Regions from separate parts of the Felis catus genome. Here region 1 is linked to region 2. The links are chromatin contacts, called in public Hi-C maps. All regions are on one chromosome and are shown on one strand. The core of a region is the stretch at or near the end of the contact, and the rest is flanking DNA. Distances in the headings are between cores, read along the strand shown. Region 1 overlaps ATP6V1E2 (V-type proton ATPase subunit E 2). Region 2 overlaps PRKCE (protein kinase C epsilon type).

Region 1 (4,866 bases), core at 2,130-4,629, 400 kb after region 2:
CTCATTTGTTTATTAAACAAAGACAGTGTAACACAAGGAATTTGTGCTTACAGGATGGGTCTTGGAAAGAGCGGGGGATAAAAAGGCTCCAGGCTGGGCTGTCAGACAGGATGATCAGAATCTTGCCATGCAACCTGCCTGCCAAGGGAGCTCCCACCTCTGCCGTCATCAGGATGACAGAGAACCGAAGACCATCACACAGAATTATTGAAGTCAAGAACACACCATCTAACCTCCAACCCCAGGATCAGGAAGGCACTGCCACCCCACCAATGTGCCAAGACCACTCTTGGAGGTTGTGACTGGACGTCAAGTCATGACCGCAGGAACATCCACACCCCAAAACCACGCTGGTTCCCAGCAAGAGCCAGAACAGAGTGAAGATGGCCTCCCCTCCACTTTCACGTCCAGAGAGTGCATTAGTGCCCTACGGACAGAAACTACTTTAAATCCAGAACCCTCGGAGCAGGGGAATCTGGGAAATGCCATTGTTAGCTTTCCAGCCCCTCAGGTACAGGAAGGCACAGGGAAGGAGTTGGAAATGGATGCCAAGTGCCCATCTACCACATCCACCAGACAGCACGGGGAGGGAAATGCAATAAATGATACATATCTTATTATGGCGAAGTTCCTCTCAGGGGAGACAAAGTGATTGTTTGCCTGTTGGTTGTTTGTTTTAGAACAAAGAACTAAAGGACATCGGAGTTCCTGGGGAAAAGATAAAGTTTTTCCTACTCTGAACTGCTGAAAGCCATTTCTCACGTGGCGGCATTCCTTAGTGGACATCGTGTGATGTTATACGTGCAGTGTCTTCAATGAAAGCTTTAGAGCATTCTAAAGCAGGGGAGCATTCATGGCTGGTCCTCAAAGCGGCTTTTGCTAAAATGCAAAGGCAGGACATGAACATGGATGAGGACCTTGCTTGTCCCCATATCTGTCACTAGATTGCCCCCTCGGTCGGCCCCTTTCAAACCACACTGCTCAGAGCCTGTGGGTTTGCAGAGGCCTGGGGACCGCAAGTTCTTGCCACTAGAGCAGCCAGAGTTTTATCTTCTTGTCTCGAGTCCACATAAAACAAGTCCTTTGAAAACAAGGATTTAATTGCTTTTTAAAATGTTTGAAAATTAGTCTTTGACCATCTGTCATAAAAATTATTTCTTATGGTCAGCTTGTGGGAGGGGCCACACCGTGGGCAGCGTGAGCTTTGATACTGGCTCACAAGACCAGAATTCTGTTCAGCTGATCAAGACTGATTCAAAAGCTTTTGAGAGGCTGGAGACGGCCAGTTTTGATGGGGTCTTTTCCAGATAGCACAGTCGGTGCATTGTTCTCCAGCACTGCCCACAGAGCCCAGGTCCAGGCTGAGAACGCGATACAAAAGAAGTCACAAAATGTCAGGGTACAGAAGGGGCTTGGAGGTCCTCCAGCCCAGTGCTGTCACTTTACAGATGAGAAGATGGAGGTCAGCAGGGAGGGAGGGAGGGACTAGTCTGCCGCAGAGCTGGGCGGGCTCTCCCTCTCCACCAGACTCCTCCTTGTGGGTGCTCACACCTACCTTCTACTGCCACTGCTCCGTCCACGTCCTGACTGCATCTGTGACTCCCTCAGAATTGAAATGCATACCTTACAAAACTACCAGTGTTCTCCTGCACGGTGCTGAGCATTTACTAGAGATTAGGGATTCCAAGAAAACTGCTGCAAATAAATGTCTCCATCAATCATATGAGCAGCTGTCCTAAAGGGCCTGAATTGGAGAAACAAAATGCCCCCTTCTGCCTTTTGCTCTTTCCCAGAAAATGATCATTGTTGTTTCTCTCCTCCTTCTTCGGCAGAACTCCCGGCCTCTATTTCCCATATAGAGCCTGCCAAATGTGGCTAGACCCAGAAAAAAACAGCTGAGGCCTGGCTTTGCAGGGAGAGGACACCAGCTCCTTAGTGACACTAAGCCCAGCCATAGCCAAAGATCTTTCCACCTAGGCCCAGGTCAGAGGTCAGCAGGCCCAGTTTCTTAAACTGATTGTTGGTAGAGGCCAAGTCCAGACACAGGGTCAGGGTGGACAGCATGTTCTGAAAGGACAAGGCACCCAGAGTGGTAGAGAGAGCTCATTCAAGCAGGGCCATTGGAAGCTTCTGCCCTCCTTCTCACTGGTCACCGCTTCTATTTGGCCAAAGGAACCCAGTCCCCTCAGGTGGAAGACCTGAAAGCTGAACTTTCTGCCCACACCAGGCTTTCTTCCTTGGCCTTGCCAGTTTCTGCCAGGGTACCACCAGCCTCTCGTCTCACGCCTGGACTCAAGTCCTACTGATCTTCGTGCATAATGGCCCTTATAATGGTCCCTTGGGCGCCATCTTGGTCTCACACACTCTCCTCTCTGTCCCAAACGGCTACCTTCGGTCTCTCCAACCCTCTTTCATACATAAATGGCCACATTCATCTTCCTCATGCTACTTGACAGGTGAACCTTGCTCATACACTTGCAATATTCCCCAAAGTATTGAGCCAGGACCTCAAGGCCTTCCATAATTGGATCTCACACCAAGTTCCCACCACGGGCAGACTTGCATGCGTGTACACACACAACTTCTGATTAAGCCAGAATGATGTGGTCCCTGTTCCTAGGAAGTGTTCCGTGGATTCCTGCCACTGTGCCGCCGTTCCCACCATTTCCCCACCTGGCATACCGTCCCACCAAACGAACACAGGTCAAAATCCCTCTCATCCTTCTGACCCTCCCTCCTCCTTCCATCTTGGTCTTCCTTCCAGGCCCACAGAGAGCCCTGTCCATCTCGAACGAACACCCCATTTGTCATCGGCACCATCTACATGCAAGTGGCATCTGGCCAACTGGCGAGTTAGGGCCTGTGTGTTATGCCCACGTTGCCGAAGCAGGAGCGATGCCTACAGAAGTAAAAGATCTGTCCCCTCAAGTTTGCAAGGCAATGTGTTGTTTGAGCAGAGCTGGTCCCGGTGTCCAGCCCAGCCCTCCCCAACCACTCCTGCAATACCAGAGGCAGAGGAGCCAGGGTGCTGAAAAGAGAAAGAGATGGGGAGGAGGGGGGACAGCACTCACGCTCCAAAGACCCTGAGGAGAAGCAATGAGTAACCGTTGGCTCCCCAGTCAGCCAGAAAAAATAGGGCAAGCTTGGCCTGAGGAGGCCTCCAGCACAGCGCCCTCCATGTAAGCAGCCACACCCAGGGCAGAGGAGTGGGCGGCTTCATAGGAACAGCCCTGTTGCCAGGTGGTAGAAATATGAGGGGACAGTGTTTCTGGTTTCCTGGGAGGTAGCACTGAGGCCACTGCCTATCTCTGCATGTCTCTGTGTTATCACATTGACTTGGGGGAGTTCAACACCGTTGTTAGACTGGGTAGGAAAACACAGTAGCCAGGCCTCCCAAACAGGGCGCCTTTGTCCACAGCTGACACCCTGGCCCAGAGCCCAGCTCAGATTCAGGGGAGGATTTAGGTCAGAAGGAAAATGGGGGTGGGGGTGGCCGCAGCCTTAAAATCTGTTTTAGCACAAGATTAGGGAGATGTTTCCCTCTTCCCACGGTCACACCCATGTCCCCTGGAGCAGGGGGAAGGGGAGGCCTGGCCTTACCTTAGTAATTATGCTGAATCTGAGGAGAAAATATTGGTAGGTCTTATTAATTCTGCCAAAAAGCTGTTTGGCAACCTCCCATCATGCTAGAAAGACCGAGGCCGTTTTGTTAGGCTGTTAACCTCTTTTCAGTCAGTTCGAGTCAGAAAGCCTTTACTTACCTCTCTTAAGGGTGAAGACTTGCCGAGACGTGGCAGGAGAGAAGCTTCCAGTCAACTGGAGAGGTGGCCACAGAGCTGGGAAGGATCTCCAAAGAAATGAGCTCTGAGAGCCAAAAAAAAGATGTTGTCCTGAGTCATTTAGAGTTTGAGGACTGTGTCTACTTTATGTTAAGTTCATTTTCCACAGTGTTTCAAGAAACTACTGAAAGAGGGTTTATGAGGGGCAGTCCCCTCACAGCCAGCTTCCACATTTTCCCTTTAAAGACGTCTTCAAAAAAAGCTCCTTTTCACAGGGATCAGCCAGAGAACCCACCTCGAAAGCCAATTCCTATCGCCCATGCGCATTTATAGGGTTGGCAACTAGGTTCAGATCCCTGCATCTTTTACAAAAAGGGGTCACACCTGCGCAGGCCTGGCTCTGGAGGGCTGCAAGGTGTGTTCTCCTGGCCTTGACCGCCATCTTCTGGACAAAGGTGGTACTGCCGCCAGGGAGAGGCCTCTCCTTGGTCACAGCAGCTTCTGGAGCAAACTTGAAAATCAACCAGGGGAGGGCCGTGAAAAAAAAATCACTTTTAACTGCCAAGAAACCAGTAATCGATTTCACGTGCTACAGCAAAGATGCATTGAATGATACACTTCGCTGTTGTTTTTTACCCATGTCCCGTGTGTTTTGCCCTTACTCATCGCTCAACAAGCTCATAGTTGAGCACCTACTATGTGCCAGACTCCATGCTAGGTGATGGGGTGGAGATAAGTTGGATAGTTTCTGTCCTAGAAAAGAAAAAAACCTAAAGTCTTTTTCTATGAACGTAAAATGTCTCTTAAAAAATTAAGTTAAAAAAATAAAAAATAAAAAAGCCTGAGTTTCAGAAGTCCAGAAACACGAGAGCCAATAGTAACATTTCACTGTGATTAGTGTCATGAGGGAGATGTACCACGGGACACAATACTCAAAAGAGAAAAATCTGCTGGGAGCAGAGAGAGGAAATGGTCCCATGGGAACAGAGAAGGTGACACTTGGGGGTGGGCAGCAGAAAGGGAGGGCAGAGAAGGCTCAAGCATGTCTTGCTGAGTGCTACCACTGCCTTCACTCCCCATCATGGTA
Region 2 (4,346 bases), core at 1,065-3,564:
GACCAATAGGAACCATCTTAGAAGCTGCCCCCACCCCCTCACCCCATACGCCCATGATCTCCTACACACACGTGTGATCACCTCCTCTGTGAGGGCTACTCTGACTGCCCTTTTAAAAACTGAAGCTCTCACCTCTTACCTTCCATCCCCTTCCTTCGCTTGCTTTTTCTTTAGGGCACTTATCGGCTTCTAATATTCTAAATTACTTATATGTAATGTTTATTTCTCTCCAAGGGTCCATAAAGGCAAAAGTTTTTTTTCATCTGTTTTTCTATTTCCCCGGCATCTACGACAGTGTCTGATACCTTGGCACTCAATAAATATTTAATTAAATTGTCTATGCCTTGTTATGTAATTTGCTTTCTTGCCAGTACATCTTAGAGTATTTCCAAGTCAGTGTATATATAAGTTACCTCATTCTTTTTAATGGCTGCTTAATAATCCACATTATGACCATTCCATCCGTCATTTCAACGTTGCCCTCTTGAGGGACACTTACTTGTTTCTGCGGCCTCGCTATTTCAAGCTGCTGCAAAGATCCTCGTATGTGTATCTTCACACATATGTATAAATAGTTATGGGACAAAGGCCCCTAGAAGTCCTGCAATAGCTTTAGGTCCTGGTCTTTGTGTGGTTGAATTGCATGAGGAGGTAATTACATCAGGGGACTTTCGTTTGTTGTTTGTCTTTAAATAACTGCTTTCCCTTCTTTTGCCTTGACTTTGGGTTTTGCATGAGTGGAAAATGCTTGTGTAGGGAGTTTAGGATCTCAGTCACTGTCACGTACTGGGGTCTGGTCTTTGAGTTGCCCTTATGCTGCCAACGTTCCACTACTCTCTCGAGAGTTAGAATTCATTCAAGAGCGTGGCACCCTGCTTTGTGCAAGGCATCATGGAGAACATGGAGATAGAGCATTACTTTAGCTTTCTAGCAACTTCCACCTTACTTGGGTGGTGAACATTAACAAGTTAAATAATAGTAAATCAAGCAGTGAGTCAGAAATAAGTGTGAGCAAGTCGTGGGCAAGAGAGGCCCTCGGGACTCAGGCGGTCAGGACAGGCTTTTGAGGGTAGATGGGGCTTGAGCTATACCGTGAGGAGAAGGACCTGAACAGGAAGGAGGGCAAGAGGGAAGGGTAAGCAACCAGTTGTAAGTGGAGGGCACGGAAGGAAGAAGCAGTTTTGTGCTCAGCACCAGAATGCCACGGGAGTCTGGTTGATTTGTATTCCTTTGCAGAGTGGCACCTGGCGATGTTGGGGGCCATGCTCGCACGTTCGGTGGAGTGTTCCATCAGCATTATCATCTGAAGAGTGCTGGGCAGCAGATAGTTGGTCAGTCAGTCCTTGGGAAGCTTTGACTGGTGGTTTCAGTGTGATCAGGGCTCCCAAATCTCTATCTGTGACATTCGGTGCCTGGTATGACCCGCCAGGCAGCTTCCCCTCTACCCTCCTTTATCATCTTCTGCCTGGGACTCCACAGTCTGTCATTCCTGCCCCCTGCCAACCTGCGTTACATAGTTACACTGTTTCCTATTGACAATTGTTTATCTTCTGCCTCCGAGCACGGCACGACCCTCTCTAACCTGCTATGGAATCAAACCAGCGCCCTGCCTCGTGCTCAAGGGCCAGATCACACTAACATAAAGAGAATTCTGCAGGACACATGGGCCTGCCTCTCTCTTCAGTCATGGCTCTGTCATTGTTCTCAGAAGGCTGGCTGCTTGCTTTGGAAAATTTCCCAACAGCCTGACCCACCTCGGTACCATCCTTAATCTTCGCAAAGAAAAGGCTGCAAACATAGAAAGAAAATCTCTCCAAAGGACGGTAGAATGGATGATAGAAAACGTAGGTGAGTGCGTGGTGGCACTGCCCAGGACGCAGTAGGAGGTCAACAATTATGAGTAACTGGGAAGTAGCAGAATAATGATTGTCCTTTTAGAAGAGCCCCAGCAGGCCCGCTCTGTTTCTTCCCGGCATGAATTGTGCAGGTGAAACCACTGAAAATGGACATTCAAGGCAGTCTGGACAGGGAAACCTTAAAGGGCTGAGACTGGCAGCCCAAGGCTGATGGCCCTTGACCTTGGTGTTCACCAGTAGTGGTGGAGTGTGGAGGTGAGGAAGGACAGTGTGGGTGGTTTGTTTGGTCCCCATTAATGTGAGTGAACCTCAGGTTTCTTTTGGATCCAGCCAGCAGGGCCACATACTTTTATTGGTCTGTAGCCTCTGGGTATCACCCCCCGGCCTCGAGGGGACCCATGGGCTGCCTGAATTATCTCAAGCTCCCCTTCCTCAGCCAGCTGTGCTGTCATGTTTCCAGACTTTTCAAAGCACTTTCAACGTCACTGTCTCGTGCCATCTGTTTGAACTGACACATCATTGGGATTTGTTTTTTCTTACGTATTAAGAAAACTACATGGCTCTCCCGGGGAAGTAACAGAGTCTTTAAAAATAAAAAGCAAAATCTTTGAGGAAGAAAACAAAATTTTTAAAAGTAAAAAATGAAGTCCCTGAAGACTTTCTGTTCTCCTATCTGCCAACTCACTCTGATTGTGGTTTCGTTATGACAGGGTCAGCATTTTAACAGCAGAGGGCGCCAGAGGCTAAATTATGTAGATCAGTTGCCCTTGCTGAGAAATCCTTTTAATTTGGTTGCTTTGTTCTTGTCCTTTCTGTCACCTCAAGAAGAGGCAGGAGAAAGCATTCACAGGGCTGGTGGGCAGGAGTAGTAAGGTGAGCTGAGTGTCAGAGGGTAACATCTGCTACAGGGAGCGGGATAGGGAATTTAGAACAGAGGGCTGGGAGTACATGATGGGCCTGAGGATTTTCGGACCTCACTAGCAGTCATTCAGTGAATGCAATCAGCACCTTGGCTAGGCTGCAGGGGAGCTTCCTTATATGTTTATATTGTCTGAGAAAGGCCCCTCCCACCAGCACCCCTACCTTGCACCCTCATCTTTGGTTCTGTGGACATCTTGAGCTCCACAGCTCAGTTGAACCCTCCAAGCCTGAGTTGGGGTCGGGGGTGTGATTTGTGCAGTCCCTCCTCCAGGTCAGTGATCAGGCTATGCAGGGCCAGGAGGAGGCCCAGCCACCCTGCTTGGTTTCATTCAGAAAGATTTGTCTGTGTTTTTTTTTTCTTAATAGACTTTAATTTTTAGAGAAGTTTTAGGTTTACAGCAAAATTGAGAAGGTACAGAGATTTCCCATATATGCCATACCCTCACACACAATCGGTATCCCCCACTATCAGCATCCCCCACCAGCGCGGTACATTTGTTACAATCAGTGGACTTAGATTGACCCATTGTTATCACTCGGTTTACATTAGGCCTCGCTCTTGGTATTGTCCATTCCATGATTTTGGACAGGTATAATGCCCTGTATTCACCAATATGGTCTCATACCGAGTAATTTCCTTGCCCTAAAAATCCTCTGTGCTCTCTGCGTCTTTATCCCTGCTTCCCCCCAACCACTGGCAACTACTGATCCTTTTACTGTCTCCATAGTTGTTTTTTTTTTTTTTTCCAGGGTGTCATGTGGTTGGAATCCTGCAACACAGAGCCTTTTCAGATCGGCCTCCTTCACTTAGCAATATGCATATAAGGCTCATCCATGTCTTTTCATAGTTTAATAGATCATTTCTTTTTAGTGCTGAATAAAATTCCGTTGTCTGGGCATGCCACAGTTTATTTATCTCTTCACCTACTGATGGACAGCCTGGCCGTTTCCAACTTTTGGTAATTATGAATAAAACTGCTGTGAACATCCTTGTGCAGGTTTTCACATGGACATGAGTTTTCAGCTCATTTGGGTAAATTCCAGGAATGTGATAGCTAGATTGTATGGTCGAGTATATTTAGTTTTGAAAGAAACTACCAAACTGTCTTCCAAAGTGGCTGTACCATTTTGCACTCCCATTAGCAATGAATGAGAATTCCTGTTGCTTCATACATATCCTCACCAGCATTTGGTGTCATTGTTTTGGACTTTGGCCATTTTTATAGGCAATGGTATTTTCATTGTCATTTTAATTTGCAATTCCTTAATGACATATGATATCGAGCATCTTCAACGGATGCCATCTGTATATCTTTGGTGAGGTTTCTGCTTAGGTCTTTTGCCCATTTTTAAATTGGGTCATTCATTTTCTTATCATTGAGTTTTAAGAATGCTTTGCTTATTTTGGATAATAAGCCTTTATCAGATTGTCTTTTGCAAATATTTTCTCCCAGTCCGTGGCTTGTCTTCTCATTCTCTTGACAATGTCCTTTGCAGAGCAGAAGTCTTTAATTTTAATGAAGTCCAGCTTATCAATTTTTTCTTTGATTGATCATGCCTTTGGGGTTG

Evidence for each region. A called contact is a pair of places that touch in the nucleus more often than the background predicts.
Region 1: a contact with region 2 is called in a Hi-C map of skin fibroblasts, with 5 times the contacts expected there. The contact joins two enhancer-like sites. A contact is called at or near these places in 2 of 3 Hi-C or Micro-C datasets (round spermatid and skin fibroblasts).

The regions. Positions count from the first base shown.
Region 1 is chrA3:66,076,787-66,081,652 of F.catus_Fca126_mat1.0, forward strand. ATP6V1E2 (V-type proton ATPase subunit E 2) reads right to left here. Exons shown (of 5, transcript XR_006595536.1): 4 at 3,762-3,864; 5 at 1-879. Among named protein-coding and RNA genes, the nearest start is that of TMEM247, 11 kb to the right of the region's middle. Within about 2 kb of position 3,380, at least 6 of the 10 cell types and tissues checked have an H3K27ac peak or open chromatin away from gene starts, as enhancers often do.
Region 2 is chrA3:65,674,102-65,678,447 of F.catus_Fca126_mat1.0, forward strand. All of the region lies in intron 6 of PRKCE (protein kinase C epsilon type), which reads left to right. Among named protein-coding and RNA genes, the nearest start is that of EPAS1, 250 kb to the right of the region's middle. Within about 2 kb of position 2,315, at least 1 of the 10 cell types and tissues checked has an H3K27ac peak or open chromatin away from gene starts, as enhancers often do.